Linked DNA regions of Ovis aries: region 2 is linked to region 1. Evidence: chromatin contacts called from public Hi-C data. All regions are on one chromosome and are shown on one strand. The core of a region is the stretch at or near the end of the contact, and the rest is flanking DNA. Distances in the headings are between cores, read along the strand shown.

Region 1 (5,040 bases), core at 1,474-3,973:
AATGAACTATGCTTCTTTCTACTATGGGGCCTCCTTGTTCTCTCTTTCTGGAACATTTTTACATAAACTGCACCCCACCCCAACCCCCCGACAATGTTAACTTCCAGAATGGTCTAGACACTCTGACACTTTATCACTATGGACCTTTCCAAAATAATATTTATCAGAGTTTGAATTGACACACCAAGCATGTGGTTTATTTCCTCCACAGATCCTCTGTATGTCAATGAAGGTCTTAACTGTCTTGTGTTACCTGTGTATCCCAAGTACCTTGTCCCATGCCTAGCCCATAGTATGAAATCAAATATTTGAATGAAAATAATGCAGTGGGACTAATGAGAAAGTTGGACAGAATCATATTAGAAAGTGCTGAAATCTTTATTATTTCCCATGTCTTTGCTTCCAAGTCTAAAAATGATACCAGTTTAGTCATGCTTCAACTCCTTACTAGAAAGTAAAAGCTATTAAAACTGGATAAAGAAAAAAATTAAATTTGTATCTTAGTTTCTTCAAGAAGATGCTATTTGATACGAATGGAGGTATCGGGGCAGGCGGGCATGCAAGAGAAATGTTTGAAGTGCCAATAGATTTTCATTAATTTCTTAGAGTTCTCAACATTTACTCTGAATTGATGTCAAAATTACATCTTTTTGAGGGCTCTAGTGATAACAAATCCAGCTCTAGGAGGATAAGGTGGAAATTTAAGGGATAAAACTAGCAAAACAAGAGACTGATTGCACAATAAAATATACCCACTTTCCAGTTGAAAGGGAAACAAGCTTTCTTTTCTTAAGTTTTTTCTGCACTTTAGCCATTCATTGACCTTCGCTTTTAAACTGTATGTCCCACTTAATCTGTGATATTGAGTTCTTAACTTTTTTGCCTACTTGCTTCAGTTTGTTTAAGAACTTCAGCTTGAAAAACCCTATAGACTACCAATAACTGCCAAATCTTCTCCGAGGGACACCTCCCACTGCGCCCCGCCCCGCCTCGAGGGAGGGACCGCGACTGCGCAGACCTCCCTGTGATGTCACAAAAGAGCCAAACCAGGTGGCGGGGTGTTGAGGGGGGGGCAGCCCTGCGACCAGCCTTTCAGGTCTGCTTCCTTCCCTAAGACCACCCCACTACCCCCGCCCAGTCTTCCCCTTTTAGTTAAATCGTTAATAATAAAAGCACCAGGTTGAATCTCCACGTGGCCACGCCCATACTCTCTTCAGGCCACACCCCCTACTTGGGTGGCGTCCCCCAGGCACCAACGGCAGCAGGGCACCAACGGCAGGAGGGCTCCCACCGCGGCGCGTACAGGCGGGTAAGGCGGAGCCAGGCCTCTCCAGCGCCTAGTGTTTCAGCCCTATAGCGGGCCTGGCTCCCGCTATCGGCTCTAAGAGTGCCGATCTCGGCCAGCTTGGGCGGGGGAGGCGCGCGCCTCTGAGTAAGGAGCGAAGGAGAGTAGAACATCGCCCCCAGCCCCGCTCCCTCTCCTCCGCCCCGCGCTCCGGATCAACGAGCTCACCCAACTCGGCTGCCCCCTTCAGCAGCGGCCGCCGCGGCGGGAATAGACACGAGTTAAAACGCTCGCCGGGAGTCGGAAACCTCCCGGCCCAGATACTGGAGGCCGCCAACATTGCGGGCGTAGCCTCGACCTCCTCGTCCTGGAACACCAGTTCAGAGTGGTTGATCTTCCACCAGCATTCCAGCTGCCCGTCGAACAAGTCCACAGCGGCGGACGCCAGATAACACCCGAGGCTGCAGCACGCCCTCCCAACTCATCCCGGGTTTTGGCTTAAGAACTGACAACAGGTCTCAGGGTTGGCACCTGGGGCTTTGGCACCCGCGGCCTGAACGACAGGGTCCATATGTCTGCCCTCCGCCCGACCACCACAGACGAGGCAGCCTTGGCCTCTAACCCGGGCCCCAGCAACCCCCGGGTATCCGTACAAGAATCTGTCCCGCCCTCAAGGTCTCCCCGATTGCCCCTACATGCCACCTTGCACTCAGCACCGGGCTCCACCCGGATATCAATAGGAGAAACTCCTAGACCAACTAACACCTTCAGAGGGTCGGTGCAGGGGTCCATCTCACCCGTGAAGCCCTCCTTTATCAAAATATCGGCACCAGCACCTCCACCACCCAATAACACTCCCCCAGTGTCACTACTTGGATTAACCTCGCCCTCGATATCCGGCTCCCCCTTGGGTTCGGTGCAAGGACCACCTACACCCAGTAACTCCCCCCGACTCTCAGGACAAGAGTCCAGCCGTGTCTCCATGCCCAACTTCCAGCAGTTATCTGCAAAAAGATCTGCCCCACTCTCAGCCTTGTCCCAAGAGTCGCTACAAGGGTCTGCCCCGCCCTCGGTGGTCAGGTTTCCTGAGAGTTTGGCGCGAGGATCTGTAGCGATTTCGGACTCCTCCCGAGTCTCGATTCGAGGGTCCCCTCCGCCCTCAGATCTTAGCACCCCTCGGAGTTCGATACCAGAACCTCTTACTCCCGTGAACTCTCAAGTGTCCACACAAGAGTCCACTCAGCTCTCAGAGCAAAGTTACCCCGAAAGATTAGTAGAAGGATCGGCTCAACCCCCGAATTCCCCCGGGGTACCAGTACCATGGGTCGCTCCGCCCTCGGCTCCCGGCTCCGCCCAGGAATCGGTGGAGGAATCGGCTCCGCCCTCGGGCTCCCCCCGAGACTCGGTAGAAAAGTCCGCTCCGCCCTCGGCCAGACCCACTCCTGTACCCACGCCCCGGGAGAGCCGCAACCAGAGCATGGAGAGTCTGCAGAAGACGAGTGACGCGGGCCAGATGTTCGACGTAGTTGTGATAGGAGGCGGCATCTCAGGTCAGTGTGGACCGTAGCACTAGCCTGAGGGACCCTGGCCGGCCCAGTGTGGGGGACTTGCAGTCTGAAAGTGGCGTTTGGGGGCGGAGGTTGAGGGGGGGGGTGTCTCCCTTGTGCATGCGAGATTGCTGCAGCTGCCGGGCCCCCGATCCTGTGAGGAGGGAATGGGATTGAGCCGGTGGTGTGACCTGGGGGAGGCAGGCACAATAATTTTTACTACTACTACGAAATACTAATATTTAATTAGCTCTTGCCGTGCAGTTGCATTTAGCAGTTTACGTGTATTTTCTCAGTCCTCAGCGGTCCTGTGAGGTGGGTACTCTATTCTTCCCTATTTTACAAAACCTAGAAACGGAGGTAACTCGGCGAAGTCACCTCACCCAGCTGGGAAAGTGACAATGGTTTTCTCTCACGTGAGACCCTTACTCCTAATTCCGGCGGTGGTTGTTCTGCCTAATTGATTTCACGCCCTTTGCCCCAAACAGAACATCAGTTTATGGATTTTTGTAGTATCGAGGTAGTAATAGTGTTGTTCCAGTCCTGCTATTCTCCAGGCTCTTTTCCTTAGAAAATCTGGTAACTGGAGAGGAAGGAGGAAGAATCTTTTAGGAATAGATTTCTTTCTTTTTTTTTAAGGTGGGGGCAGGCGGAGAAAGGTGGGCTCTTAGTTTTAACCGACTCCACCCCCCTCTTTTTTTTTTTTTTAGAACTCCGTAGAAAGTGTAGGGCGTTTATTGCTCAAAGGGAATCCCTCTGTGAAGCAGGGGCTGCGGGCAGATGAGGGACTGCCCTGTTTGTGTCTTTCTCCACCGCCTGAATCTTGCCCTGTTATGAGGCAGCTGGCAAGCCTATGTTCCTCTAGTCTCGGTTTGGGTTTGTAGCTGACCAACTGAGTGGTGTAGGAAGTTTCCTCGGATCTTCCTGGAAACCTCATCATGACTGACACATCAAATTGTCACTTATGATGTCATAATTGGTAAAATGTTTGAAATTTAAGAATTGTGTTTCACATCTAGATAGAGCCCCACACTAGTCTGTCCACGACCTAAGAAGATGTTAATCATTTCTGAAATATACCTGCAGGATCTAATTTAGAAGGAGGGAGAAATGAGGTGGGAGGGAGTTAGTAGGGTGCCTCCAAGTAGCCATTTTTATGTATAATCCTTTTGAGGAGACTCTGAACATGCTTACAGATGAATTTTGCTTGGAGATAGCTTTTGACTTGGCCTGTTTCAGGTGACATTCTTAACCACCAGGGAAGAGACTGACTTGAGCTATTGCTCTAACAACTCCAGTAAGGGCCAGCAAAAACACACATACATGTATGTCAGACCATTAGGAAAGCAGATCTTGGTTGAGAGTATGAAAAAGTATTTCTCTTGTTCCCCTTCATTCATTTATTAGCTTGTTTATTCATTCAACAAACACTTGTTGAGTGCCTGCAATGAAGTGGACTGGTGTTTCTAAAAGCCTGATTCTTGTATGCAAGCCTCCTAGATAAGCAATGTGATTGTTCATCACTGGAAAATAAAGATGACGATAATGTGTTGTGTAAATTGACTAGGAGTTCCGTCTCCGTTCCCCATCTCCATATCATTCATATTTCACAGTTTAGGGTTCTTACTGTGATTTTATGCCTGTCTTCTTGTTCTAGTATCCCTTAAGGAGCATTTTGTCTTTTACTTTTTCTCTGCCTGATGACCGGCTCTTCTCCCTTTCCATACTTTACTCGAAGTCATTGGTCATGAACAGAATTGGATTCACCATGTAGCTGATGTAAGATTCTACAGCCTTAGAACTGCAGGTCCCTTATGGTTCTCATCCTAAAAAAATAACCAATTTCATACTGAATCTTGTATTTGTAATTTTGCATTCTTTTTTTTCTTGAAGAGGCAACCAAATTATGTAAGCTTTAGGTTCCTCAAAATCTGGATCTTTCCATGGTCACTAAGAATTATTACTTTGTTCATTTCCACATGCAGGAAGAAGAGAGTATTTCTTGCATGGGTAGTTCACACTCTTATTCCAGAACCCAACTTCCACTTCATCAGTGACAGTGGAAAAGGCACTGGGATTCCTTTAATATCATCTCTTATCAGTCAGATTTTATTTTAACACCAAAATTGACCGGAAACATTGCTTTCTGGCTGTGGTGTCTTGCCAGATGCTTCACAACTAAAATGAAAGTAGATGTAAGTCTAGCTC
Region 2 (5,040 bases), core at 1,651-4,150, 66 kb after region 1:
TTTTGGAAGAAAAAGGGTAGGCTGTGTTTATTCATGTTGAAATTGTATTGAGAAGACTGCACTCTTTTTTAGTTCAGTTCAGTAGGAACATATACTATACATTGAACAGAAAAAGATGTGTTTCCAGTTGGTAGAGAAAGGATCAGAAATCCTGGTCTGTCCATCTCTTCATAGTCCCCAGCAACACAAAATGGCCCCAAGAGTGCTTGCTGGCAGTGAGAGGCAATGAAGCAGGCCCTCCAGTTGCAGGGCCACATTGCCCAGGCCCCTGGCATATGTCTCACCCCTTCCTCTTAAAGAGCGGAGTGAGACAAAGGACCACCGTGAAAGAGCGCTCCTTTGAAGTCACACATTCCTGGGCCCCACTTGCTTACTAGTTGTGTTGCCTCAGGTGACACTTCACCTCTCAGCCTCAGCCTCTGTATAAAATGATAACAATGAGACTTCCTGTCGGGGTGTTGGCCTGAGGCAGGGTCTGGGCAGATATGGTGTCGGTTGTTGCTAAGCCTTCATCTCATACTAAAAGGATTCCTTCTTGCCACTTCTTCCCTGGTTTCCCAGAGGCGATTCCTTCTAACACACCCTACTATTTCTTGTGTATTCCACAACTCCAAGGCCATCTTAAAATTTTACTCATACATTGATCATACCTGACCTTTATGCAAAGGTCATCGAGATGGGTCATTTTCTAATGTGTCTGGGTGACCAAATATCCTTGTTTAATCAGTGAGTGTATTTAATGGGAAAGAACTTCTAGGATCAGGGCAAAGACCAATAGTTTAAGTTTTGCCTTCCTTTTAGTGAAATAGTTTTATATATATACTTTAAAATGTCCTTCCCAAATCCCTGATGAAGTTTCTCAATCTCTTATTATTTATTTTTCTTCCGGTTAAGATTACTGTGGCTGTATGATCATCGAAGATGAGGAAGCTCCAATTTCAATAACGTTGGATGATACCAAGCCAGATGGATCACTGCCTGCTATCATGGGGTAAGTGAGACCTGGATGTTCTGCATTTTGCAAACTATGTTGGTGTCTAGGTGTGGGAACTGGCAGAGCATGTTGTTTCGGACTCAAGCTCAAGCAACAGTAAGTAACCCTGTAGACAACATATCATGTTTTCATGTATGGTAATATTAGAGTTGTAGAGTATGTGGCACGAGAACACTGGGAAACTTTACTAAAGTGAATGCCACTTTGAACTTGTGTCCATCGATTTCTTTCCCCCATGAAACTTACACGTGGAGGACAAGAGTGAAAAATACAGCTAGACAGATGGCATGGTAGACCACTTTGCCTGCAGAATGTTTATAGCCATTCCGGAATGAGAACTATTTTGTCTTGTAAAACCTTCCAAAGTTATGTTTTCTGGGCTCTAGTCCTCTCTCCATACTAGACAGCACTACATAGCAAAGGTTAATAATTTAATTGTTGGAATTCCCTGGTGTCCAGTGGTTAGGACTCCAAGCTCTCAATGCCAAGGGCCCCAATCCAATCTCTGGTCAGGAAACTAAGATCCCACAAGCCATGTGGCATGGCCAAAAGAAAAGAAAAGAAAAATCTGTTCACTGTTACCCTGGGAGATAAGATGAATGACCAATGAAGTGCAGTTTGAAGGAGAGCCAGCCAGGCCTTGAATGTAGGGCACTTTTTCCAGTAAGTCACGCCATGGCTGTCCTCCATGAGGAATGGTGCCAGGGCAAGGTTCTGTGTCTGAAAGAGGAACTCTGTTTTCCTCTCCTGCCTCACACAGCTGCTCTGCCCTCTGGAGACTAGGGGCCCCGAGAGGGAATCGGAGCTCCCACAAAGAAATTTCCAAGGAGTGCCATAGCCTCCCAGTTTTCATACATTTTAGTCCGCTTCAAAGCAATACCAACAAAAGGGCTATGTATTCTAGCACGTTGCAACAAAAGAGCGCAACTTCTCTAGCAGTCAAGTGACTTTTGGAGACCATTGGCTTTCCCCTGTGCCCCAGGAAAGTTAAGCTTATGTGCATTGTGTCATTGAAGGGAAATTACAAAATCAAAAGACACACACCCATGACCCTAGGGACTTAGAAAGCAGACTCTGCTACTGGACTGCCAGCAAAACATTTTGTAACCGCTTCTCTCTCTGTAAGATGTTAAGAAGGAGCACCAGCCTCCCTGGCAAGGGCAGGTGCTCACAATGTAAAGATTATAGGAACATTGTACCCTATTCATCTCTGACCCCACTGGGCAAGAAAATACATAGATTGTTTGGGGAGTTTGCCATCGCTTTTTATGTGCCAAAGAAAAGCAAGAAGTTGAGACAGAGGTTTCTGAAGACTACTGGTCAAGACCTATCTGACTGTAGATGAAAGAATATTGATGTTTTTCTTGCCCTGGGAATGAAATACTGTGGCATCCGCTGTTCTGGGCTTTCTTTAGCTTTATTAACAAGGATATGGGCTTCCCTGGTGGCTCAGATGGTAAAAAGTCTCTGCTTGCAATATGGGAGACCTGGGTTCGATCCCTGGGTAGGGAAGATCCCCTGGAAGAGGGCATGGCAACCCACTCCAGTATTCTTGCCTGGAGAATCCCCAAAGACAGTGAAGCCTGGCAGGCTACAGTCCATGGGTCACAAGGAGTTGGACACGACTGAGTGACTAAGCACAGCACAGCAACAAGGATACGGATTGCAGAAGCCTTCTAGATGGTAATGGGTTTATTTATGCAGCTCCTGCAGTCCATGGGGTCCCAAAGAGTCGGGCACAACTGAGCAACTAATACTTACACTTAGACACTGATATTCTAATCTGTTTTATCTGGACAATTGCTTCCACCCTGTTCTTGCATTGAAGCTATATTGCCTCCACCCTGCTCTCTGCTCTAGGCAATGAAAGCCTTGAAGATAGGGATGCTGTAATTGCCCAGCACTGTGTGTGATAACTACTTGCCTTTGGAAACTAGAAAGGACCTTGTACTTTAGAGCTGTGAAATGTTCCCACCCCAAAGCCAGGGTGTATAATTTCCCCAATAAAACACCAAAGAAAGTTGGATGATAATTGTCCATTCTTACAGTTAGATCAAAGAGGTTATTTCATTCAGGACTTGAGATTTAACAGACAGAGCCAACACTCACTGCCCTTTAGAAAAGGAACTGTGAAAAGCACCCAGGATCTAAAAGGCTTTCAGATAGATCATTTAGTCTTCTATCAGCTATTGGTGATTTTCACTGAAATACCACATACGATTGTTGCATAAACCTAAAATTTAACTAAAATCATTATTACTATGGCTTCCCAGGTGGTGCAGTGGTAAAGAACCTGCCTGCCAGTGCAAGAGATGTAAGAGATGTGGGTTTGATCCCTGGGTTGGGGAGATCCCCTGGAGGAGGGTATGCAACCCACTCATGTTCTTGCCAGAGGAGCCAGGTGGGCTACGGTCCACAGGGTCACAAAGAGTCAGACATGACTGAAGTGACTTAGCACCTAGCACCTTACAAGCAAGCCACAACATAAATCAAGCAAAACCATGACTATATCTCCCAGAGTTCAGTGGTTCAAATTTCTTAAACATTCCACAGCTTCCTCTGAAATACTGTTCTCTGGGTGAACACAAATGCATTTTATATCTTTGCTTCCCAGAAAGATCTCAAATAACAACTCTAAAGGAATGGTCAGTCAAATTGAGGAACAGTTTAATTGGGGGAGATGGAATTGAGGGAGAGGACAAAATTTCTGTCTTCATCCCTTGCATTTTCAATCTTGATCTACTTGTCTTTGTCTAGACAACAACAAAAAAATACAATTTTAAAACTTTTCTTAAATGGAGAAATCACTCCATTGTTCTTTAGCTCATTTGGATTTTTTGGCAAGCTTTGTAATCATAGTATAGCTAAGGATTTCTTGTTACAATTCCATTCTTTAAAATATACATGCAATTAATAATAGCATAATAAGTAGAATCACTGCAGATGGTGACTGCAACCATGAAATTAAAAGATGCTTACTCCTTGGAAGGAAAGTTATGACCAACCTAGATAGCATATTGAAAAGCAGAGACATTACTTTGCCAACAAAGGTCCATCTAGTCAAGGCTATGGTTTTTCTAGTGGTCATGTATGGATGTGAGAGTTGGACTGTGAAGAAAGCTGAGCGCCGAAGAATTGATGTTTTTGAACTGTGGTGTTGGGGAAGACTCCTGAGAGTCCCCTGGACTGCAAGGAGATCCAACCAGTCCATTCTGAAGGAGATAAACCCTGGGATTTCTTTGGCAGGAATGATGCTAAAGCTGAAACTCCAGTACTTTGGCCACCTCATGCGAAGAGTTGACTCATTGGAAAAGACTTTGATGCTGGGAGGGATTGGGGGCAGGAGGAGAAGGAGACAACAGAGGATGAGGTGGCTGGATGGCATCACTGACTCGATGGACATGAGTCTGAGTGAACTCCAGGAGTTGGTGATGGACAGCGAGGCCTGGCGTGCTGCAATTCATGGGGTCGCAAAGAGTCTGACACAACGGAGTGACTGAACTGAACTGAACTGAATAAGTAGAATCTATTTGATCAAAGGGAAGCAGACGGATCATAACTGAGTTTTACAGAGTCACTGAATTTGAGGACTGTGCTGGACTGGTTTCCCAGGAAGTCAACTTGGAGGTGGAGATTTGGGTTTAGGAGGTTCATCAGGAATTGCTCTGTGGAGTGCTGCCTGGGCTTCCCAGCTGGCGCTAGTGGTAATGAACCAGCCTGTCAATGCAGGAGATGCAAGAGATGCAGGTTCTATCCCTGGATTGGGAAGATCCCTTGGAGAAGGGAATGTCAACCCACTCCAGTATTCTTGCCTGGAGAATCCCATGGACAGAGGAGCCTGACAGGCTACCAGTTCATAGGGTTGCGTAGAGTTGGACATGACTGAAGTGACTGAGCACACAGACACATACTGCCTGTTGGGGAGGGAAGGAATCAGGATTGGCCAGAGGAAACGGTTGGGCTCCAGTGTTGTCCCAACAGAGGCCTCAAAGTAAGGATTGCCTTTCAGAAGTGTCTGCACTGGGTGTCTGCACTGTGCAGTAGGC

What was found. A called contact is a pair of places that touch in the nucleus more often than the background predicts.
Region 2: a contact with region 1 is called in a Hi-C map of tail adipose tissue, with 2.6 times the contacts expected there. The contact joins the enhancer-like site here to the promoter of MAOA in region 1. A contact is called at or near these places in 2 of 16 Hi-C or Micro-C datasets (hypothalamus and tail adipose tissue).

What each region holds. Positions count from the first base shown.
Region 1 is chrX:42,771,997-42,777,036 of ARS-UI_Ramb_v3.0, forward strand. MAOA (monoamine oxidase A) reads left to right here and starts at 2,724. Exons shown (of 15, transcript XM_004022016.4): 1 at 2,724-2,835. The coding sequence starts at 2,763.
Region 2 is chrX:42,838,006-42,843,045 of ARS-UI_Ramb_v3.0, forward strand. MAOA (monoamine oxidase A) reads left to right here. Exons shown (of 15, transcript XM_004022016.4): 8 at 1-16; 9 at 895-991. Among named protein-coding and RNA genes, the nearest start is that of MAOA, 66 kb to the left of the region's middle. Within about 2 kb of position 2,901, at least 5 of the 54 cell types and tissues checked have an H3K27ac peak or open chromatin away from gene starts, as enhancers often do. A contact at or near this core is called in tail adipose tissue, where this site is marked.